Linked DNA regions of Mus musculus: region 2 is linked to region 1. The links are chromatin contacts, called in public Hi-C maps. All regions are on one chromosome and are shown on one strand. Each heading gives the region's core, a stretch centred on a gene start, on an enhancer-like site or on the middle of the called end of the contact. The rest is flanking DNA. Distances are from core to core; before and after follow the strand shown.

Evidence for each region. Hi-C and Micro-C count contacts between places; a contact is called where the count stands out from the background.
Region 2: a Hi-C map of bone marrow-derived macrophages shows a contact between it and region 1, with 24 read pairs. The contact joins two enhancer-like sites. A contact is called at or near these places in 1 of 15 datasets of contacts at CTCF or cohesin (large pre-B cells), 14 of 484 Hi-C or Micro-C datasets (B cells, the C2C12 cell line, the G1E-ER4 cell line and 10 more), 2 of 115 datasets of contacts at active chromatin or transcription factors (embryonic stem cells and kidney) and 3 of 9 other capture datasets (adipose tissue, liver and pancreatic islet).

What each region holds. Positions count from the first base shown.
Region 1 is chr4:59,379,818-59,384,285 of GRCm38.p6, forward strand. It overlaps Susd1 (sushi domain containing 1), which reads right to left. Exons shown (of 17, transcript NM_001163288.2): 7 at 1,044-1,141. Among named protein-coding and RNA genes, the nearest start is that of Susd1, 57 kb to the right of the region's middle. Within about 2 kb of position 1,389, at least 41 of the 459 cell types and tissues checked have an H3K27ac peak or open chromatin away from gene starts, as enhancers often do. A contact at or near this core is called in bone marrow-derived macrophages, where this site is marked.
Region 2 is chr4:59,495,121-59,499,556 of GRCm38.p6, forward strand. The region is part of intron 5 of Ptbp3 (polypyrimidine tract binding protein 3); the gene reads right to left. Among named protein-coding and RNA genes, the nearest start is that of Ptbp3, 52 kb to the right of the region's middle. Within about 2 kb of position 2,926, at least 2 of the 459 cell types and tissues checked have an H3K27ac peak or open chromatin away from gene starts, as enhancers often do. A contact at or near this core is called in bone marrow-derived macrophages, where this site is marked.

The DNA of each region.
Region 1 (4,468 bases), core at 139-2,638:
TGACTCCAGTCAGAATAACGGAGGCTTTATGGTGCTGAGCGCTGTTTCTCTGAGGGTCCCATCTTAGATACTATGTAACCCCGGAGTTGAATAACCACGGAGGAGAGAGAGGGCCTGCTCTGCCATCAGGTACCTGAGGACCAGGCCTAATCATCCCAGGAACCAATGAGACCTAAGCTGAGACAGAAGTGAGAATTCATGGCTCTTCTGACCACAAAAGATCAACAATAAAAGGAAGTTCTCCTGCCAAATCAGCACGTGCGTCCAGCCTTCTCTGGGGCAGGAAAGCACAAGTGCTTGGAAACGAGCAATAAAGAGAATGCCAAACAGAAATGCCAGTCCCACACTCATACCTGGTCAGATGGCATACATGCTAGATGTGAAATATGTGTATAGCTCAAAAATCCCACCCATTTTTTAAAACAGGGCAATAGAACCAGAAAACAATTAGACTGACTAAGAACCTTCATATTTCTCATTGAAACCGTATAGCTGGAAGATAGCAGCACTAAACAGTGTGGTTTAGTTGGTGTTTTCCTAGTTATAGAAGCATCATTGGTTTGCCTTCCACCATGGTCACCTGCGTGATAACAGTGTTCACGGCCTGCTAGAGAAAACAATTCTTTTCTAAATGAATGGAGGTTGAAAGCATCTTCTAACCTTGTCTTGGCCTTTGTGTTGGCTCTAACTGAAACGTTGATGTGTGTTTTCAAGAATCTCTGTTTAAGAAGATGTGCCAAGGAACGGAGACTTGCATATTCAAGCAAGAGTCTACACCAGCTTATACCAAGTAATTAACTGTGTGCTGTTTCATGAGTTACACTATCTGTAGCTTGTTACTATACATTTGCAAACAAATATGGTTTCACTTTGTGTGACTGAAGGAAGGAAGAGGAGCCAGCAGAAGGAAAGGAAGGAGATGGTGGGTGGTGGGGAAGGAGGAGGGAAAATGGGGGAGGGGAAGTGAAGCGCCTATAGGCAAGTTCTTTTGGCTCATATTTCCATTTCTGCATTTGCAAGGTAAAGCACCTCCCTTTGCTTACCAAGTACACGATCCTGGCGTTCACTCTCTCTGGACTTATTTGCCATCTCACACAGGTGTCATTAAACACCAACACATCATGAATTTCTATCATTATTTCTAGAATAGAAAAATAAATAAATAAAAGAATTGACACATGAACCTCAACCATGGGCTTTGGGGAGCTCCTGGTGGACTCGGGGCCTCTGTCCAGCTGGTATCTCGGCTGCTCACCAGTCACGCGCTGGTTCGGATGCTGAATTGAGCAATTCAAGCAATCCCAGATGGTTCATCATGAATGAGCCTGGCCCATTGCCTGACCAGGCAAAAAAAGGAAAAGATTCCTGCCTGCGGGTGGGGAAGGGCTCCAACTGTGATTAGTCTGATGGGCCACTGGATGCCACTGCTGTTCCACTCAGAGGCTGCAGCGAGGCCCAGAAATGAGCTCCGACTGGAAGCTTCCTTAAGGCATACAGGAGAGAGCTACTGCTCCTCGCTCCTCTCAGCCTGGGTGGTAGGCATTCACTCAGGTGACTGCAGAATCCCAAGGGGGAAGTGGCATGTGTTACCATGAAGGACGGTCCCTCAGGTGAAGCTTGGGGCAAAGAAGTAAGTTCTCCACAGAGTTCCTGGTCACCCACGGTCTCCTCTAGCAGAAGCCATGGGATCCTGATCTGGTGAGAAGCCAGATTTCTCCCACTTGTGCTGGTTCTAAAAAACCTTGCACTTCAGTGATGACTCTGGCAGTGTGGGAAAACACTCGACTCCCTTAAGTAGCACAGTTTCCAAGGGGCGCTGCTATCCAACTACTTAAAAGTTGTTCAGCATGGCATGGGGGAACCTACCTTTTCACTTCTTAAAGTCAAATCTCTGACAGATAACTAAAGCTATTTCTCTTTGCAAATGGCATGATCTTAGATGCAGACACCTAAAGAATTCAAACCCTAAAAAACAAACAAACAAACCCATAAACCTATGAAGGCCAGGAAAGGAGTCCGGGAATGATGCAGGACATAAGGTAAATATGCGTTTCTGTACACTAGGAACAGATGATTAAAGGATAATAAAACAACTTTCTTTTACAATAAGATCAAAAAGGAGGGGAAAAATAACAACAAATACCCATTTTAAGTTAGGCATTGCTCTATCATTCCTGGAGACAAGAATTGCCATTCCATCCAAAAAGAATATTCCATGACCCTGTTTGAGCTTTCCTGCGGAGCCAGACACTTCCCAGGTTCTTAAGTCTAATGTATGCCAGCCCTGCATACACCTTGGCAACGTGACTGTTTCTTGCCTCCTGCTCTGGGGTTTCCTTTCTGTGGCTCACGCACTCCAGCACATGCAGCCTGGAAGGGGAGAGGAGTTAAATCCCCTGGGGATCGGCACTAGTGAACCAGCTATTGCCCTTTTTGTCCCTGGAGGCACTGTCATAAGTGACTGAGTTTCCACAGCCTTTCAGAAAGTTGTATCCGCAGTGGAGCAGTGTCCCGTACCCAGAGGAGATCCAGATGCTGCCGCACCGCCCTGCCCAGGGAGACCCGGATGCTGCAGCGCCCTCTACCCAGGGAGACCCGGATGCTGCAGCGCCCCGCCCCCCGCCCCCTCAGAGAGTCCAGGATGTTGTAGCATCCTCATACTGTTTCTTTCTTTCTCTTAGTTAGTTCTGTTGGTCCCCAATCCTGCTTCCTGAGTCTTTACTCCCCATTAATGTAATAATACGCACTTCTGGTTCTGTTTGGGGAAAAACTAACTCAAGACCGCCATCAAGATAAGTGAGAAGAGACTTACCACACAGGCACAAGGAGTTGTGTCTGAGCCTCAGACCCGATGTTCATTTGTTTCCTGTTCACTTATTTATTTACTGTAATCAGCTTGATGGGCCACTAGATACCACTGGAATCTACTCTGGGATGCTGGAGCGAGGCCCAGAACTGGACTTAGCATTATATGCTTACACTAGGAAAGTGGAGACTGATGGATAGATCCCTGTCCCATCTAGTAGGTGAGATCAGAGTAGTGAGAGATCTCATTTCAAAAGCCCAAGTTTGGTTCCCAGCACCCACACCCACATCAAACAGTTCACAACCACCTATAAGATCAGCTCCAAGGGATTTGACACAGGCACCTCTAGTCACTGCACACAGACACATCATTAAAAATAATAAAACTTTTTAAAGTTAAAAAACAAAACAGATGGCTACCGTGGAACAATACCCAAAGTTGACCTCTCTGGCTTACACACACACACACACACACATACACACACACACACACACACACACACACACACACACACACACACACAGGGGGAGGGTGGAGAAATGAGAATGATAATTCAATAATTCTTTACCTCAGGAAATGATACACCATTGATACTCCTTTTATTGGCTAAGAACAGATTTAGCCACCATGAGGAACAAGGAACCTGGGCCGGAAACACCCGTAGGTTAACATAATTCTCTTGTACAGAACCAAGGTCAGCTTTGGATTCACCTGGACTACTGAAATGGTCACATGTCTGCATCGCACCACACTTGTTTTTTTGAGTAAATCCAAGTCATATATTAGTAACGGAAAATAAATTGAGGCTGAGAAGAAAACACAAATTTCTACAGAGACATCAGAGTATCAGCTATGAAGCCTAAAAAAATTCATAGGTTTCTACATCAATATTCCTCTTCAGAACATAATAATGTGGTTTAAAAAAAAAAGAATACAGTTGTCAGCAGGAAAAACCAAAAACAAACAAACCCCAGACAAACAAACAAATAAACAAACAAAGTAATGGCCTTGTTCTTTCGTCTCCTTGGTTAGCAAGGGTGATGCTGATTCCAGTCAGTCCATCACTGGATAAACTTCAAGTATAACTGGCCACATCTGTGGCTGCCCATTAAAGTCCAGGACTTTTAACATCCCTGCTCCCTCAAACAGCCTTCTGACGGTAACTCAGCAGCTGGTGCAGAGGGAGCAGAGGTATTTCCCCCTTCATCTTCTCCCTCAATTGCCAATAAAGCAAACAGCCTTCCTATTCGGGGTGCCTGTGTCATCCAAGTGGAGATTAGAAAAGGGTTTCCTTTCTTGTTCTTCCTTTCTGCTCGTTCACTATGACAACTGTAAATGACATCTCAAAGATGCCATCTGCCTGTAGCCTGTGCCATGTTCTGCACAGATGGGACCCAGATCTGATTATAGCGATGCCAGATATTCCATCCCAAAGAGAAGCCTACCCAAGCTGATGTCTTCCCCCATCAAGTTCTACAAACAGATTGAAAAGACTTTTTTTTTGTTTTTTTTTACAAAAATCCCAGGTGTCAAATGCCTGCATTAATGCTGCCCTTTGAATATACAACACTTGGCAAAATGTACGCTAATTCTAACTATGCCATTAATTGAAAAACGCATAGGGACTGACAAGATAATTCAGTGGATAAAGGCACTTGCCAG
Region 2 (4,436 bases), core at 1,676-4,175, 120 kb after region 1:
GTATGAATTGAAACAAGAAGTCAAATGAGTCAATGATTTCATCCTTCTAAGTCATCAGCTACTTCTGAAGGCTTTTATAAGCAGATATAAGATGTTGCAACAAAGGCTTGTTCAACTAATTCAATAATTATAAGGCACTTTTCTAAGCACTGGCAAAAAAAAAGTGGGGGGACAACAAAATTTTCTGCTTTATTAAGACAATAAATTGGCAAAGGGTACCATAACAAAAGTATTATAAGAAAAATGAGAAGAGGAGAGAGGGCTGAGGTTAAATGGAGCCCTACTGAGAAAGTAGGAAGGTGGTTAAGGTCAGTCTTGCTGAAATGTCTTCTGTTAAGAGAAATAAAAAAGCTAGGCCTGGAGTATATGCCTTTAATCCCAGCTCTTGAAAGGCAGAGAAAGGTAACTTCTGTGAGTTAAAGATTGAGGCCAGTCTCAAAAAAATAAATAAGCAAAATAAAAAGGAGGAATAAACAAGAATATAGGGAATATTTCTAACAGATCTGTAGTTACCAATGCTAAATTACTTTTATGTTTTCCAGAGTGAGGGTCAAACTCATTCCAGGGATCCAGCTGCCTCTGTCCCCCAAGAGCTGGGAATTAATGTTCTGCTTGCTGCTATATACCACTGTGCACCTGGTTTCCAGAGGCCAGAAGACCATGTGAGATCTCCCAGAACTGGAGTAACACAGCTCTTCACCTTCTGTGGAGGCTGGGAATCAAATCTAGGCTCTATGGAAGAGCTGCCAGTACACACGACAGCTGAGTCCTTTCTCCAGCCCCTCTAGGTGCTTTTGGAGGCTGTTTCAAGCTGAGAAAGAAAGACTCACCCTGAATATAGACGGCACCATGTCCTCTTGGACTGAATAAAAAGAAACAAAGGAGGAAGCCAGCTTGACACCTAGTGTATTCTCTGCCTCCAGATTGAGGACACAATATGGCTGGTTGAGTGGCCCCTGCAATCACTGTAAAATCACTCTGACTGCCTGGTCTTCTCTGACTATGCACTCGAACCCTCAAATCCTTCCTTAAATTGCTTTTGTATTCTGTTACAGTATTGAGAAAAGTAATTAACACACCAAGATTACAGAACAGCATTAGAGCAAGATTCAAACCAGCCCCAGCGCCTCTAGCTTTAACCACTCTATCTCTTGGATGATGTGGTGGTTTGAATCAGAATGGCCACAATAGGCTCATACTACTTGAAAAGTGTTCACTGGGGGTGGATTTAGAGGTGTCAAAAAGCCATGCCACGCCCAGAGTTTCTCTTTGCCTAAAGTTCAGGATGTAGCTCCCAGCTACTGCTTCAATAGCTGCTTGCACGCCACCATCCGCTGCCCTCAATGCCATGATAATGGTGTCTCTTCACAACAACATAATAATGACTAAGGCAGAGAGGGATGAACGAGGTACAGTGTTGAGGGAGAGGACTTAAGTGAAGGAAGACTCCTTAAGGAGGAAGCGTCTGAGCTGGACATCAGCCTGACTTTGTAGGTTAAGGAGTATGGCAAAGCCAAGAAACACAAAGGTAAGTAAAGACAGGGCTAGCCGGGAGGACAGATAACAGATGGGCAGGGCACCAGAAAGGCCAAGGTGTTACAGGCAAGAATGCTAGGTACCAAGGATGAGGAATGGTGTAAACATTTGTCTGTGGGGCCTAAGGAGCTATGGTAAAGATTTTTCTTTTTCCAACAGCACTGGGAAGAACTAAACAATGACTTTTGTAACTAAAGACTGAGAGTATTAATCCAACTGATGGTACTGAGAATTGAAAATAGTCCTGCTCACCCAGGTCTCTAGGAACATCTATAGGAGAAAGTAAGTCTTGTTAGTTTCCGGGAAAAGGTAACTAGACTGTTAGGCATGACCTCATGACACTGACTAACACACCTGCTGGGTGGTGGCAGTGTTGAGTCATAGGTTTAAAAGTATCTTTTATAAGAATATAAATTACCACAACATTACAGAAGCAAATGCAGACACTCTGCTGATGGATCACATAGGTTATTATCTTTGTGAAATAAAATAAAAACCAGTTACAATTCAAGCCTTTGACTGTTAAGTGCTACTTTGTGCAATAAACAGAAAACAAATTTAACAGAACAATGCAACCAATCATTGAACTACTGAACCACTTTTAGGAAAAGACAAGGGTGTCTACGAACATCACCATTTAAGTATCTAGGAAATGCTTTACAGGTGTACTTATTTTCAAACTGGTACTCAGATAATTATTGAAAGGAATAAAGTAGTCCTACTAATTAGTATATTTAGAATTTACATGCATAGCAAAGAACACTGGAAGTAAGTCTCAGTCCCATCATAACTGATATGATGATGGGCAAGTAAAAGGATGTCTAAGGGCTCTAGACTTTATAATTTTTGAATTCAGATACATTTCAGTTTGGTACACACACACCCTACAACTCTTCATTTAGTCATATAGATCCAAAGGTACGTGTGTCGCTGTTTTCAGACACACCAGAAGAAGGCATCGGATCCCAATAGCAATGGTTGTGAGTCACCATGTAGTTGCTGGGAATTGAACTCAGGACCTTTGGAAGTGCAGTCAATGCTTTTAACCACTGAGCCATCTCTCTAGCACCGAGGGTGAATAATATTAGCAACTGGGCTAGAGATTTGTCCACTAAAGAAATTAGTGTTACTTTTAAATTATGTTGCAACAAATTCTTAGGACAAGGGCAGAAAGCATATACAGTCATTGGCAAAAATACCACAAAAAATGGTCTCTAGCCTAGTATTGACTCTGCCATGTGGTTCTTAGTAATCACAGTTATGCAGATCTACAATGAGTAAGAGTAATAAGGGAAAAAGAAGTACAAAATGCACAGTTTGAAGAGAAGATGACAATAAGAGCCCCAGGAAAGGAGCCAAGGCTTGTGCTGAAAGAGGTAAGATTAAGGGGAAATGAAAGCCCTGAAATGCACCCATCAGGCTACCAACTTCTATAAAAGGCATTAGGAATTTTCTGCTTTGGTAAAAGCAACAAAGAAAATCTGCTGCAAATGTGGTTCAAGAGGGCCAGGATCCATCTCAAAGCAAGCACCTAAACATAGCAGCACCATCCAAGTGGTTCTGGCTTTAGAGTCATGAAGGATCCAACAATAAAGAGGTTGTGAAATCTTCCAGAGTATAGGAGAACCACTTATGCCAGGCATGTCCCTACACAAAGGCCCTGAGAGGACAAACAGCTTGGGCTGCACTGGAGATGCCAAGATATTAAGCACGCCAGAGTTATGAGGTATCTACAAAGGAAAACTGTGCATGGGGAATGAAACCAGGCAGAGGAAGAGATGTATCCTGCAGGCAGCAGAGCTGGAGGGATGGAGTCATCTCAGCCCTTCTGACACTGGACGCGGAGCTGTAGGGTTTATAGAATTTGCCCTGTTGAGTTCCAGTCTTTCTTTGGTTCAGTATTTCCTTACTATGCCTCCATTCTTTTCTTTTCTTACTTTCTTTCCTTACTTATTTCCTTACTATGCCTCCATTCTTTTCTTTTGGAATGGTAATGTCTTACACGCGTTCTCGCGACCGGCCAGGAAGAACGCAACAAACCGGAATCTTCTGCGGCAAAAGCTTTATTGCTTACATCTTAAGGAGCCAGAGAGCAAGAGTGCAAGAGCGAGGGCAAGAGCGCAAGAGCGCAAGAGCTTTATTGCTTACATCTTCAGGAGCAAGAAGCAAGAGCCAGAGCAAGAGAGCAAGAGCCAGAGAGCAAGCAAGAGCTTTATTGCTTACATCTTTAGGAGCCAGAGAGCAAGAGAGAGAATGGCGAAACCCCGTCCCCTTTAAGGAGAATTATCCTCCGCCTAGGACGTGTCACTCCCTGATTGGCTGCAGCCCATCGGCCGAGTTGTCATCACGGGGAAGGCAGAGCACATGGGGTGGAGAACTACCCTTGGCACATGCGCAGATTATTTGTTTACCACTTAGAACACAGGATGTCAGCGCCATCTTGTAATGGCGAATGTGAGGGCGGCTTCCCACAGTAATGTATGCTCTGTGCTACTATATAATTTGCTTTTTGATTTTACAAGGGACTACAATTAGGGACTTCCTTGAGTTTTAAAAGGGACTTTGAACTTTGGACTTTTAAACACTGTGGTTCAAAGCAGCAAGGATCTACCCAACACAGGCAGCTACCACACAGTGCCTAGCCCCAGGGGTTCTCCTTAACTATAGAAGATTCCACAACCCCTTTACTCCTGTGTCCTTCATGATGCTAAAGCCAGGACCACATAGATGACACTGCCATATTCAGTTGCTTGCTTGTGACAAGGCCTGGCACCCTTAAACTATATGAGACTGAAAGAAAGACTATGGGGACTTTAGAAAGTAGATGAAATGACTTTATATTATAATACAGCCACAAGTCTACAGTGGCCATGGAGATGCCATGGAAGGTTGAATGAGAA